2 separate regions of the Rattus norvegicus genome follow, and region 2 is linked to region 1. Evidence: chromatin contacts called from public Hi-C data. All regions are on one chromosome and are shown on one strand. Each heading gives the region's core, a stretch centred on a gene start, on an enhancer-like site or on the middle of the called end of the contact. The rest is flanking DNA. Distances are from core to core; before and after follow the strand shown.

What was found. Hi-C and Micro-C count contacts between places; a contact is called where the count stands out from the background.
Region 2: a contact with region 1 is called in a Hi-C map of liver, with 4 times the contacts expected there. The contact joins the enhancer-like site here to the promoter of Ergic1 in region 1. A contact is called at or near these places in 4 of 12 Hi-C or Micro-C datasets (frontal cortex, hepatocytes, kidney and 1 more).

The regions. Positions count from the first base shown.
Region 1 is chr10:17,130,044-17,136,377 of GRCr8, reverse strand. It overlaps Ergic1 (endoplasmic reticulum-golgi intermediate compartment 1), which reads left to right and starts at 5,002. Exons shown (of 10, transcript NM_001398572.1): 1 at 5,002-5,126. The coding sequence starts at 5,107.
Region 2 is chr10:17,225,682-17,232,094 of GRCr8, reverse strand. No RefSeq gene overlaps it. Among named protein-coding and RNA genes, the nearest start is that of Dusp1, 44 kb to the right of the region's middle. Within about 2 kb of position 2,619, at least 15 of the 93 cell types and tissues checked have an H3K27ac peak or open chromatin away from gene starts, as enhancers often do. A contact at or near this core is called in liver, where this site is marked.

The DNA of each region.
Region 1 (6,334 bases), core at 3,753-6,252:
CAGAAACTGCTTTATAAGAAAACTCCATTTCGGGTTGGGGATTTAGCTCAGTGGTAGAGCGCTTGCCTAGCAAGCGCAAGGCCCTGGGTTCGATCCCCAGCTCCGGAAAAAAAAGAAAAAAGAAAAAAAAAACTCCATTTCAATCTCCCCTACCCCTTACCATGCCACAAGCCATGTTCTACAGAGGTCCATGTTGGGGACCAGAGCCCCGGGCCTCAAGCACTGAAACGTATGTGGTGTTTGGGATAATTTGTTACACAGCATTATGTCTGCTCATGACTAATTGCTTCTTGTTCTTCCTGTCTTGGCTCAGACTACTCTCTTCTTCCTGGCAGCCTTCCCTGACTTCCTAAGACATTTGATGTTTTAGCATTCCTATATCCTCTATGCCTTCTCTAGCAACACCACCTGGAGCTGCCTTAAGAGAGCTACTCTACTTCTGACTTGGTGTGTGTGCACAAGATGAGGCTGTGTACCCAGGGCCACAAGTACCTCTCCTCCTCTTCCCTCCTCCTTCCCACTTCCTTTTCCTCCCCCTCATCTCCCATTTGTCCCCTCCCCTCCCCTTCTCTTCCTCTCTCCTGACATGGACAGTTCACATTAATTTGAAATGATTTTTACCACTTCCAGTTGGAAGAATTCAAACACCCCCATGGCTTAGCAATGGGGGCCTCCTACCTGGGACCCCCAGCCCTCTGACTGTCTCTTACTCTGCACCTGACATTGGTACCCTGCCTAAGGTTCTGGCCCCCACACCTTTACTGACCTCCTCCCAGGTTTCGGTTTCTTGAAATCAGAGCTATACCATGTTCATCTCCATATGTGGCACGTGTCTCGTGAAGAAGTGCCAGGGAATAGCTGTCTGTGTAAGGAATGAGTGAGTGCCTTCTGGCTGGTCAGAGGACTTCAGCAGAGCAAGAAAGAATAAACACATTTTCAGAGTCCTATTTTCTGGTATCTAAGTTCCTTTAAATCCTTACCGAGTTTGACAATGGGTTATTGTGTTTTAATCCTTCTTCATGGAGGCCAGTCTGAGCCAACCACACCTACAGAACAGGAACTAGTGTCTCACTACAGAAAACAAACCCAACCCAGATATTCCCTTCCTAAAATAATGAGCAGTGATATTTCTGGCAGGAATGGGTAGAAGAGAGTGAGCATGTGGGGTCAAGGAAGCTTTTCCTTCAAGGACACTCGTTTTATGGGTTGGCCTAGTCAGCAAGCATTTAATGAGCACCTACTACATGCCAGGCATTTCCCTTTCTCAGACAACTCGGAGAGGAACGCATTTGCTACCTGCTGTTGTGTCATGGATCAAGGCAAGTTTGGGGGCTTAAAGAATTGCTGTCCCATGAGAATCAACTGGGTTGCCTCTGGTCAGGGCATCTCAGAGGCCCGGTCAAGCTATCCCGCAGGGCTGCCATGTCCCGAGATGCAGCAGGAGCTGACCAGTCCCTGACCAATCACATGCACAGAGATAGAGGTTGTTGACTCAGTTGCAATCCATCACATGGTGTCACTGGAGGGCAGCCTCACAACCAGGCAGCTCCCTTCTCCACGCAACTGACCCAAGAGGTAGTGAGTTACTGTCTGAGACAGAAGTTGCTGTCTTTTGTGACATAATCTCAGAACCGACATCAATATGTGATATTTTGCTCATTTGGCAAAAGCTAGGAAATCCAGCCCGTGCCCCAGGGGGAGGGGACGACCCAGGATCCCAGCACCTGAGGTCACAACCAGGGCAGCCTGAAGCTATCTTGCCACCGGTATAAGGACTTAGTACCCTTAGCTTCAGGCCTGGACCAAGCCATTTAAACAATGTCTCCAGGTCACCCAGCTAGAGACTTCTCTGACTCTAAAGGTGGTTCGTCCAGGCTGGTCAGTGTGACGGAGGAAGGAGAATGACAGTATATGTTCCTTGATGGCAATATAACTGATTAGCCACACTTCAGTGGCTTAAATGCTTGTTATAATACAGTTTCTAGGGGTCAGGATTTAGGAGCAAGTTAGCTGGGGAATTCTGGCTCGGGCTCCCCTTAGAGCTAGAGCTAAAGTGCGGGCCAGGCTGCAGCTCTGGGGTTTGACCTGGATTCAGTAAGCATCCCAGTGGGCTCCCTCACTTGGCTAGGAGGAGGAGCCCTCAGGTCTGCTGTGTGGACCCCTCTAAGAGAATGACAACTGACCGTCCTTAGGGCATGGCGCTGGGACTTCCCCAGAAGAGGCCTGTGATGCCTCTTGGAACCTAGATTCGCACCTACACTATCCTGTTGAGTTACACAGGCTAGACCTATTCACTATTCAAGAGGCCGGAGCTATTGGCAGATGAAGACCACTGGAGGGTGACCACCACAGGGTACCACAATATCAGCAGTTCCTAAATCCAACTGTTACCAGTTGCTGCCATGTTCAAAGAGGTCTAGAGCATTCCCACATCTTGGGGCACTTGTCTGATTTCTTCTGTTCCATCCCCCGAAGTCTCCTGGGTGGATTAACAGGAGATTGACAGTCCACTTTGCTTCTAGACCTCAAAAATCCCACAGAGTCTCTTTGGTGACATGGCCAGTCCACTCCCATCCTCTCTGACCTCTGAGAAGACCACGTGACCATTCTGCTGTAGAAATGTGCCTCTATATGCATGGAGTCTCGGGGGGGGTGTGTGGGACAGAATGGTGGCCTCCTTCAGGATGCTTCCACCCAAATTGGGGGTGCCGTTACTAGCTAGTTAATCCAATCCTGAGTCGTGTCAAGTTTTCCCAAGGAAAATCGTAGGACATTAGGTAATGGTGACTGGTGTATTCTCTGCGCAGTATTTGAGCACTCAAGTGATTTGGGCGGGACATGAGTGTTACCATTGAGTTCCAAGTGTTCAGCAACCCAAAACAACAGTTGTTCCAGTCAGATGGATGCTTATTTCCATCTAATAAAAACAGAGCCACTGAGTGATAAGACCTGGGTCCTTGGGGTTGGGGATTTAGCTCAGTTGTAGAGCGCTTGCCTAGCAAGCGCAAGGCTCTGGGTTCGGTCCCCAGCTCCGAAAAAAAAGAAAAGGAAAAAAAAAAAAAGACCTGGGTCCTTTGTGTCTTGTTGCTTTGTTCCATGCGGTTTCCATTTCATGGTCCAAGATAATGGCACCCACGTTCTAGGCAGGCAGCTGGATAAAGCGGCACAGAAGGCATAGAACATACATCCAGACTTCCTAAAGCCACCTTTTCCCTTCAGTTCAATAACTCAACTGCCCCGACATGCCTAGCTGCAAGGGAAGCTGTGGGATGCAAGTGTCTATGTGCCCATCTAAAAGTCGGGAGCCCTTTCTCTCTGTGTAAAAAATACCTACACCAGTCAGTCCTGTCTTTATTTACTGTGCTGGCCATTTGCCTTTGATCATGCCCAAGGACACAAGGTGCTTTGGGTGGTCTGCGCTGAAGTTAAGGATAGTCCCCAAGATGCCCAAAGAGCAGGTCTCTGGATCACCTTCTGGAAAGGGAATACATGAGATCAACTACCCACACCACACAACCTCTGTCTTGGGTTCATCTGTACCCAGTGGTTCCAGAAGGCATCGGGCTGCTTTTTCTTTCTGCTGCCCCCAGGCTCCAGAACAGGGTGAAACTTTCTCATTTCCCATAAGAGCATGGGGTGAGGGTGCTTGGTGGTTGAATGAATGAATGAATGAATGAGTGGCAGGGGCATGCAAATTGTCAAAGGGAAGAGAAACTAGCCGTGCTCCATCACTGCAGCCCCTAGATCTTCTGCCCATTCCAACCCTTCAGGAGACTAAAGAGCTGTTTCCATCTGTTTGTATGTCAGGACACTGCCCCCACGTCCTGCCTTTTGATCTTGGGCACTACTTTCCCCCCTAAGTTGTTGTCTTAAATCACCACTTTGAAGAAGGCAGCAGCAGCAGAACCCAGGGAAGTTCAGAAGTCTGATTTCCCCTACTTGGGCGTTCTATCTAATTGGCTTGTTCTTTGCTCCATTGCTCCCACTCAGCTCCCAGGCCTAGGAATGGTGCTACCCATGGACCACCCTACATCATCACTTAGGAACTAAGAAAACATCACATACAGGTCCTTAGGCTAACGCGGTGGAGTCAATTCTTCAACTGAGGTTTCCTCTTCCCAGGTATGTCAAGTTGACAACTAAGATCAGCCAATCACAAAAAGGCTAGAGTTCAGCCGCTTCCTCTTCTAGCCCAGCAAGTTGAGGGAGCTGTGTTTTCTGTACTTCAGTGTTTCTGAGAACAGAGGCTCCAGGGCAATTGGCGGTGCCATTTCTAACCATGCATACTCAGAGCCTCTGGCTAACCCTGCACGGATCTGACTTCAGGTGGGAAGATGCTCTTCGAATGGTTGACACCAACCCCAAATGCAAGATGATAAAAGCAGATAGTTAAGCCCAACCCTAACAGGTGAAGCTCTCACTAGATGTCAGGCTGTTCACTAAAGCAGAGGCCTAACTGTCTCCTTTGATACCTATGAAAAGCTGAAAAGCCGGGGATTTGCAGTAATGCAGATAAGAGAAAGGGGTGGTGGCAGACCCCAGGAGCCAGATGGCTTTTCCTAAGAAGCAAGGGATAGATGGGAGGTGGGTGGACTTTCTCAATCCAGGACTGCGATACCCATCCCCCAGCTTTAACCTTCACCCAGAGCTAGCACCAAGCAAGGACCCCCCAATATGCAGCTTTCTCTCTGAGCTTCACAACGCAATGGCTTTGCTTTAGAAGCACAAAACCCACAGCTAGAGACACAGGGATTTGCCCTGAGGCCCCACTTAGGCTAGGAAAAAAAAAGATCAGAGGCCAAAAGGAACCAAAGCGTGAGTCTTGGAGACCTGGGCTTGGGTAGCATCCCACCTCTCGGGCCTCCCCATCCGGCCGGCCCTCGGGCCCCTTTAACCGGGCAGCGGAAGGGGCGGCCAGGGGAGGCGGCGGCGCCCAATGGGCTGCGCGGAGCGTCACTTCCCGGCGGCGGGAGGCGAGTGGCGAGTGGCGAGTGTCGGGCCGGCTGGCGGGGGCGGGGCGGCCGAGGAGGCGTTGGCAGCGGGCTCGGACCCACGCGGCGCTGCGGCCCGCCTGGCCTGCAACGCTCCCACCGGCTCGGCGGCACGATGCCCTTTGACTTCAGGAGGTGAGTGAGGCCCCGGGCCCGAGGCCCTCTGCAGCCGGCGACGACCCCCGTTACGTGCAAACGCGACCCCGGTGCACGGTGCACGCCTCGGCAGGCCCTAGAGGCCCGCGGCCTTCCTCGGGGCTCGAGCCCTACCCCCACCCCTCGTGCAGCCCAGGCAAGCCCAAGCACTCTCATTGCACAGCGCGGGGTCCCCAGCTTGCCCCTGACATCTTGCATTCCCCTCCCCCAACCCAGGAACCAAATCTCGCAAACTACCAAATAAAAGGAGCTCAGGCATCCTGGGGCTTTCTCCCCAGTCTTCCCTAGTAGACCCTGTCCCGGATGACAGGTGGGGACCGCACGCCTGGCTTTGCCCGGTGGGATCTCAGGGCTGCAGCCCCATTCAGTCTGGCAGCAGCTGGAGAAGCTTAGTCCTTCAGAGCCTGAGAATCCTCTTCCTACCAGATGAGGAGGCCTGTCCCCCAAGTCGTGGGGACAGTGCGGGTAGAGAACGTTAGGATCTTGAGGTTCTGCAGAGGGGCCAGGCTGTCTGCAGGCACTACAGTGGGCGTCTTTGTAGGGTTCTTTGCTCCTGGAACACCATTGTACAGGGCCAGGCCTTCTGGAAGCCTGCCTGAGAAGGGCCTCCCCATCAGACATTCCCCTGAGATAAGAAGCTCTGAGATGCCCTGGGCTAGTGGGATGCTTTGGAGGAATAGGATTAGAATCCCGGCTGTGCTTTTCCACACAGCTGCTTAGTGTGTCCTCAATGTTAGAAATACAGGCTTGGGGTGCAGCCCCTCACTGCTCAGCTGGCTGAGCCCAGCAGGTGTCCGGGCGCGCTCAAAATATCGGTTTCGCCTCTTGCAAATTGGTACTAAAAATAAGGTCCCCACCTGAAAGACGGGGATCCTACAGCACCCCTGGCCCAGTCTCCACAGCCTGGAACTGGGAAGTAGGGCATCTATGAATGAGGGGCTCTGCCAGTGCTCTCCACAACCAGAAAACAGGTCTTCCTCCATTTGCCACAGTTTCCCTCCTCCTCCCCCTCTCACTGGTGTGTAGAACAGAGTGACAGTCAATCTAAAAGGGCCCAAGGTTCAGATCACGTTGTAGCATATGGGCGGCCTGGGGTCCAGGCCTAGAGAGGACATTGGTCTCAGACCTCTTAACCAGCCAAAGTGGTTTTTAGCTCATTCTGGACACTGGTACCATCCGGCAAACCA
Region 2 (6,413 bases), core at 1,370-3,869, 98 kb before region 1:
CTGAGCTACAGGGTGAGACCATATCCCAGAACACATATTCCATACATACAACTCTATCTCTGTCTCTGTCTCTGTCTCTCTGTCTCTCTCTCTCTCTCTCTGTCTCTCTCTCTCTCTCTCTCGCACACAGACACACAGACACACACACACAGACACACACACACAGACACACACACACACACACACACACACACACACACACACACACACACACACAATGCAAAGGTCTAAAAGGGCTGAGATGTATGCCCGGAACATTCCACAAAAGATTGAAACAATTTGCAACTTCTCCAGCAATGTAGCAGTAGTTACTTTTTTCCAGCCAATGAGCAGACTGGTTATCATTCACTGCTCTGTTGCTGCTACAGTGTGTCCCGGGCCACTAGCAAACTAGTCTTCCCTGTGTGCTATGGCGGCTTTGTTTCTACGATCCTTTCTCCTGGGCCTTTGCCGGGGTTTTTCGAGGTGTCCTTGATCGGTAAGAACATGATAATTGGTGGGTGCGCATGCTCACACACACTCAGCCCAAGTGGCATTGACATTGGTGCTAATCAAGGGTCTCTATGACCCTCACAGAACACCAAAGGTCTCAGCTCGGTCAGGGCTATGCTAGGGCACACGCTCCAGCCTATGAACTAAGGAGCCACACTCAGACCTAGATCTCACCTACATGGCCATATAACTGGGTCCCAGAACTGGCCCTGGCTCATCTCCTCAGCAGTTTCTCTCATAGTAAGACCCTTGCCTCTGCCACAACAGCCACCTCCACTTCCAAACCTCTCCCGACCTGGAGAGGCCCTGTCCAGGGTACATTAAACTGGGGCCGTTGCCCGGAAGCCAACTGAGCTCCTCCAGGGGGAGCAAACTGTCCCTCCCTTGTGTGTACCCATCCTCTTCCCTGCCAAGCCTTGCCCCACACACCCTCTCCGGTTCTGTCTAGCTGCCACAGCCTTGAGTCACGGAGACCATACACCGTTCAGCCCACCAGAGGGCGCTGTGACACGGGAAATCTCCCAGCTGATTGCCTTCACAGTCGCACCCTCTCTGGCAGGTGACAGTCCAAAATCCACAGTGAGTGGCGCTGGAAAGCCCTGACTGTACTGACGAGTTTGCAGCACAAGTGTGCACCCCTTTCCCATCCCTGCACACACTGTGGGCAGAACCTTTACAAATTTGACATGGTTAGCCAGAAATTCCTTTTCCTCCTTTGAAACTTGACAAGTGGATTTCTTCTCGAGGAACCTTAGCAACCTCAGACTGTCTTTTTCCCTACTGTGCCTTTCCACTTGAAGGAAGCTCTCCACAACCCTCCGTGAGGCTTCCAACTCACAGCCTCGGAGCTCTATCAGGATGCACAGTTGATCTGAATGCCGGGACTCAGTAACTGTCGAGCACAGCTCACAGTGTAGAACTCAGCCAAGAGATGAGTCTTATCCCAAGTGGGGCAGAGTGGGCTAGTCTGAGATTCCAATACGCTGCTGTTACGTGCTGCTTTCTGACTATAGTAACTGTAGGTAAGGAATAGAGTCTACTTGGAGTTGAAAGGGTTCTACAATCAGGGGAAACTAGGCTCCTGAGGTCTCCTCCTTCAAGGTTAAACGCACTTGATAACCAGAGAGCCAACTGAGCTCCTCCAGGGGGAGCAAGCCATGGCGTGGCCCCTCCCATGCTACCTCCCATTCATGCCACCCATAGGAACTGGGGAAGGGGTACAGTGCTTACTCAGCAAACATCTGTGGAAAGAGCTGGTGACAGGAGAGTTCTGATCCCCCCTGTGCTCTGCAGTCCTTATCACACCCGCAGTTCTTCCCATTTGAGAGTAAGAAAGCTGAGGCAAGGCAGAATCCAGCAGAGTTAGAGGCTTCCATCCGTCCTTCCCCTGTCCAACTACCAACCCTGCAACCCGGCTTCCTCCACACCAGCCGATTCTCAAAGTGTGGTCGCCAGGGCAGCAGTGGCAGCGTCTGTACTTGCCCAAGACTAGGGCCTAGATGGACCAAGCGGTCCATGCTCTGTTGCGTGGACAGCCACGAGAGTCGCTGCACTGTATCAGCCCTCTCTGGGATTTGGGAAGTACACTCGAAAGATGAACACACATGAGGGTCAAATCCCTCACCTCCAGGTGGGACCTGGGAAACTCCCAGGGCAAAACCTACTATACCCGGTGCAGCCCAACACTGGGAACTTCTGCGTCCATAGAAGGCTTCAGGCTAAACAGATGTGTGGCCGGTTCCAAAGCTTGCCCCTCTATACCCTGAGATTCCTCTCTTCAGAAGGTAGTCCTGGCAGGTGAAGGAGTTGGATTCAGGAATCAGACTAGCTTGGTACATCTGAAGGGGGAATTGAGCTAGATGTGGAGTAGCAAAGGTTAGGCCCTAGACTCCTCAGACCTCGGTTTTCGAATCCCGGGGCAGTAGGGAACCATGGGGGAAGTTAACCCAAAACAGGTGCCATCAAGCTTGCATTTTCCAGAACATAGTCTGAGGGGGGCTGAGCTGAGGAGGAAGAGGGAGAGGCTGTGCTGGTTAGCTCTGGGCTACACTCTGTAAGTTCAGATCCCTGCCTCACCCAACCCCACAGTTGTGGGAGCTCAGACAATTGGCCTAACCAATTAGTGTGTCGGTGGTGTAATCTGTAAACGGACATGAAATTCTGATGATAAGAATTCAAGGACCTGTATGAAGCCCACAGCCTGCGTCAGCGATCTGTCAGCAAAGTTCTTGTTTGTCCACAGCAGAAGCAGGAAGCTATGTAACATGGCCAGCAGAAGCCCTCTGAGGACCAAGACAGGTAGTGTAGTCACTGAACACCCTCCAAGTAGCTCTGGGGACGGTATGGCCTGCTGTGACATTAGAACAGATTCTTCCCCCTCAACCTCTCAGAAGTGTAGATCACCTGGTAGAAATAAAGAACTGGCGCGAAGGGTGGCCCTGTCCTCCCTCAGCCCTCAGCTCAGGCCTGCCCATATGACCCAGCTTCCTGTTTGTGATACCAACATTGGAGGGAGGAAATCAACACCCCACCCAGAGCTAGAGGGCAGGAATGTGGACGTGCTGACGTCAAAGCTTGTCCCAGTTCTGAGGAGATGGGATGGGAAGGGCTTCCTGCTGAGCCTCTGAGCCAGCCTGCTCTGAGGAAGCCGAGGTGACCTGTGAGAGCCCACTCAGCTTTCTCTGTGGGGTGCTGCAGGGGTGAACCCATGTCCTGCCACAACACAGCTGTAGGACCTGGGCAGACACCTTGCAAGTCTCACTTCCCTCGTGTATAGGATGGGATCGCCAATGCAGATGGAGCAACGGTACCCATCAGGTGTGAGAGAAGCCCTCCGTCAGCCGTGAGCCTTCTCCTCACTGAAGGAGCCACAGGAGAACTTTGTCTTCAAGAAAGATCCAAGCCCCTCCTGGAGTGGAGCCTGCCCCGACTTCCTTTGTCTACTGCCAGTATCTGGCTGGTAAGGCAGAGAAGGCAGCCACTGAGGCATGAAGTATTTCCGGGGGTGCCTAGAAGGAGGAGGAGCTTTTCCAGCATTTATGCTGTGACTCAGGCTGAAGCCTGGACTCAGGCACTTCCTGGTCCAGTGACTCAGTTTCCCCAGTTCTACAGAAGCATCACGACACGAGGCCTGCTTTTCAGCTTTGAAGAAGCATTGGAGGCAACTCTTGGGTGTTAGTGGGGCCCTTCCTGTCCCATGCTCGGAGGGCCTACTAAGCGCCTGTGGCTCGGTGCACGTTTGATCTTGAGTTTCAGTTGAGTCTGAAGAAGTTAGAAATACCACTGACCACATTGTATGGGGTGATAAGAAGGCCAAAGGAGGGAAAGAGATAGCCTAGGATGATGGAGCCGAGGACCGGCAGAGTCCAAAGCAGAGGGCAGGCCGCACTAACATGGGGAGTGTGCCTTCCATTAGAAGCACTCCCTGATAGTATTAGGTCATGCCCTTGACCCTAGCAGGTGGTTGTTTCAGGGGGGCCCTTCCCACCTCTACCCCATAGAAGGTCTCCTGGTCCATTCTCCAGTCTGACCCTCTTGTCTGGTTTCAAATTTGGCCACATGGGCTCTAGCAACTTGGCTCGAGTCTGGTCTCCTTTCTGTAATAAACTGCTTGAGACCCAAGGCTGGAGTCCTGCTTTCCTCTGTCCCACACGCCTGGAAAGGCACTGTCTAGGTTCTCCACCCTACGAGACTGGATTTCCAAGCTTGATACTGGGGGAAAGATGTCATGGAGTGGACGGGTCCACAAATGCCCCTAGGAAGGCAGAGCCCCTGGGACTGCAAGCACCTGGGAGGGAAAAGCCCAGGAGCGGGGCTGCCTTGGGGTCAGCTGGGCCCTCGCTGGGCTGTCTGCCTTCCTCCGTTCCCCTTCATTTTCCTCTAGGACATCACTGAGCCACACGTTGGAGACAGAGAGGCCTGGATTAGAATCCGGGTACCTGCGACCTGGGCCACGCCCATCTTTCCACTGAGCCCGAGTTCCCTGGTATGCTACAAAATTCAGGAACACCCCAGTTACTGATGAAGACCTAGCATCTTTAAAGACCCTAGTGCATCTCACAGAGCATCAACTTAAATTGGCGTCCAGACCCAGGGAAGGAGGTCCATGAGTGACCCTAAGAGCCCGTTCCTTGAGTGCCCAGCAGGTGGCAGCATCGGCTCCTCATTGGCACACAGACACTTGCTCTCAAAGAAATGTTTTATAGATTTTGTGGGATTTTTTTTTTTTTTTTCCAGACTTGAGGCTGGCGTTCCACCCTGAGCTACACCCCCAAGCCCTTACAGAGTTTCATGCCTTTGGTGGTGAGGAACTAGATTTAGAAGTTAATGTCTCCTGGAGGATTTCCTGCCCACTAATCCCATAGGCCCATACTTCCTGCACTCTCCCCCACCCCCCAAGCAAGGCTGCCAGGTCAGCCCTGTGGGAAGAAACAGAGGGAGCCTCACCCTGAATATCCCTCCTCCTGCCTCTCCACAGACCTCTTCATCCCAGACTCTCTCACCTTCTCCATCCCCTCTTTCCTCCCTTCCTCTCTCATGTAATTCCTATGTGTATTACATGTATACATAGGTCCTTTTCCATGCCCCAGGTCACAGCAGACCTGAGCCTTGTTTGCACCTGAGGCTTCCCTGTGGAGGTACCTAGGGCCCTGTGTCCCTGAAACCTCAGCGCCATCAGGAGGACCAGTATGCAACATACAAGACGAGTCTCCTGGAGAGCTCAAGCGATAAAGGAAGGACGGCATTTCCGACCCTGGCAAGCATCTGTCTGTGGTGGCATGACAGGGTGACCAGCAGGAAGCATGGAGGAGCAGGGAAGTGGACAAGGGCAAGGGAAGCCAGGCAGAGGTGCTATACTCAAAAGCCTTTGGGCAGCCAGTGATGTCTTGGGGATTCAAGGAGGCTGGTGCCATGCTTTTCCAAGATGCGTACAAAAGGGTGCATCAGCTTGCCGCAGCCCATGTAGCCACAAACACCGATGAGCACATACTGGGTTCTCAGAGGAGGAAACTAGGACCTTCAGCCAAAGCAGAGGCTGTGAGACACCAGAAAAAGAAAGACAGACAGACAGACAGACAAGACAGTGTTTAGCCTGTGCATACTCTGCTGTGCTGTAGAGGCCACCTTATGTAGATTAAGGGGTGAAATGGGGGTCTAAGAAGGAAGTGACACGCCCTAGGTCACAGAGAATAGCAGACCTGAGCCTTGCACCTAAGGCTTCCCCGTGGAAGTAACTAGAGCCCTGTGTCCTGGAAACCTCAGCGCTATCAGGAGACCCTCTCCTTCCTCTGGCCCTGTGGGTCGTCTTGCCAGAGCTTCTTGGGATCCCTTGATCACCCAGCAAGCTGATTCTTCTCCCTCTGGGCTCCACTGTCCTGTAGCAATGCTTTTTATCCCCTCCCACCACTGCCACCGACCGCACCACACCAAGCCTGCTACCTCTCCATGGAAGGCTCTACCGTGTGACAAACATCTAAAATCAGCACTTTATGCTGTCTCCCCCACCAGACTGCACCTGAACCCTCATGGGAGTCTCTACGCCCATGAATCAACCTTTAATCCTGCCCCTGCACCCCACAGTGATAACACTTAGGCATTCCTACCCAGAGATGAACACTCTATGTATAGAGAAAGGGCTCTGTGGACTGGAGACCTTTACTTGACCCCGTGCCAGGACCTTGACCTACAGAAAGGTCAGAGGAAAAAAATGGCAGCTGCGACCTAGGCCAAGTCCTCCTGCATGGGGCCATCTGGGTCTGGGTAGGGTTAGTGCTGGGGACAGGACATTAGCAGTCCTAGAAATGTTTCCTGTGCAGAGTAGAGATGAGTGAGGCCTAGGATGTGACCTGGAACGTCTTCTAGGCTGTAGGGAGGGTGGAGTCCCTGGAGCTCTGAGCAAGATGGTGAAGTGTGCGAGGGTC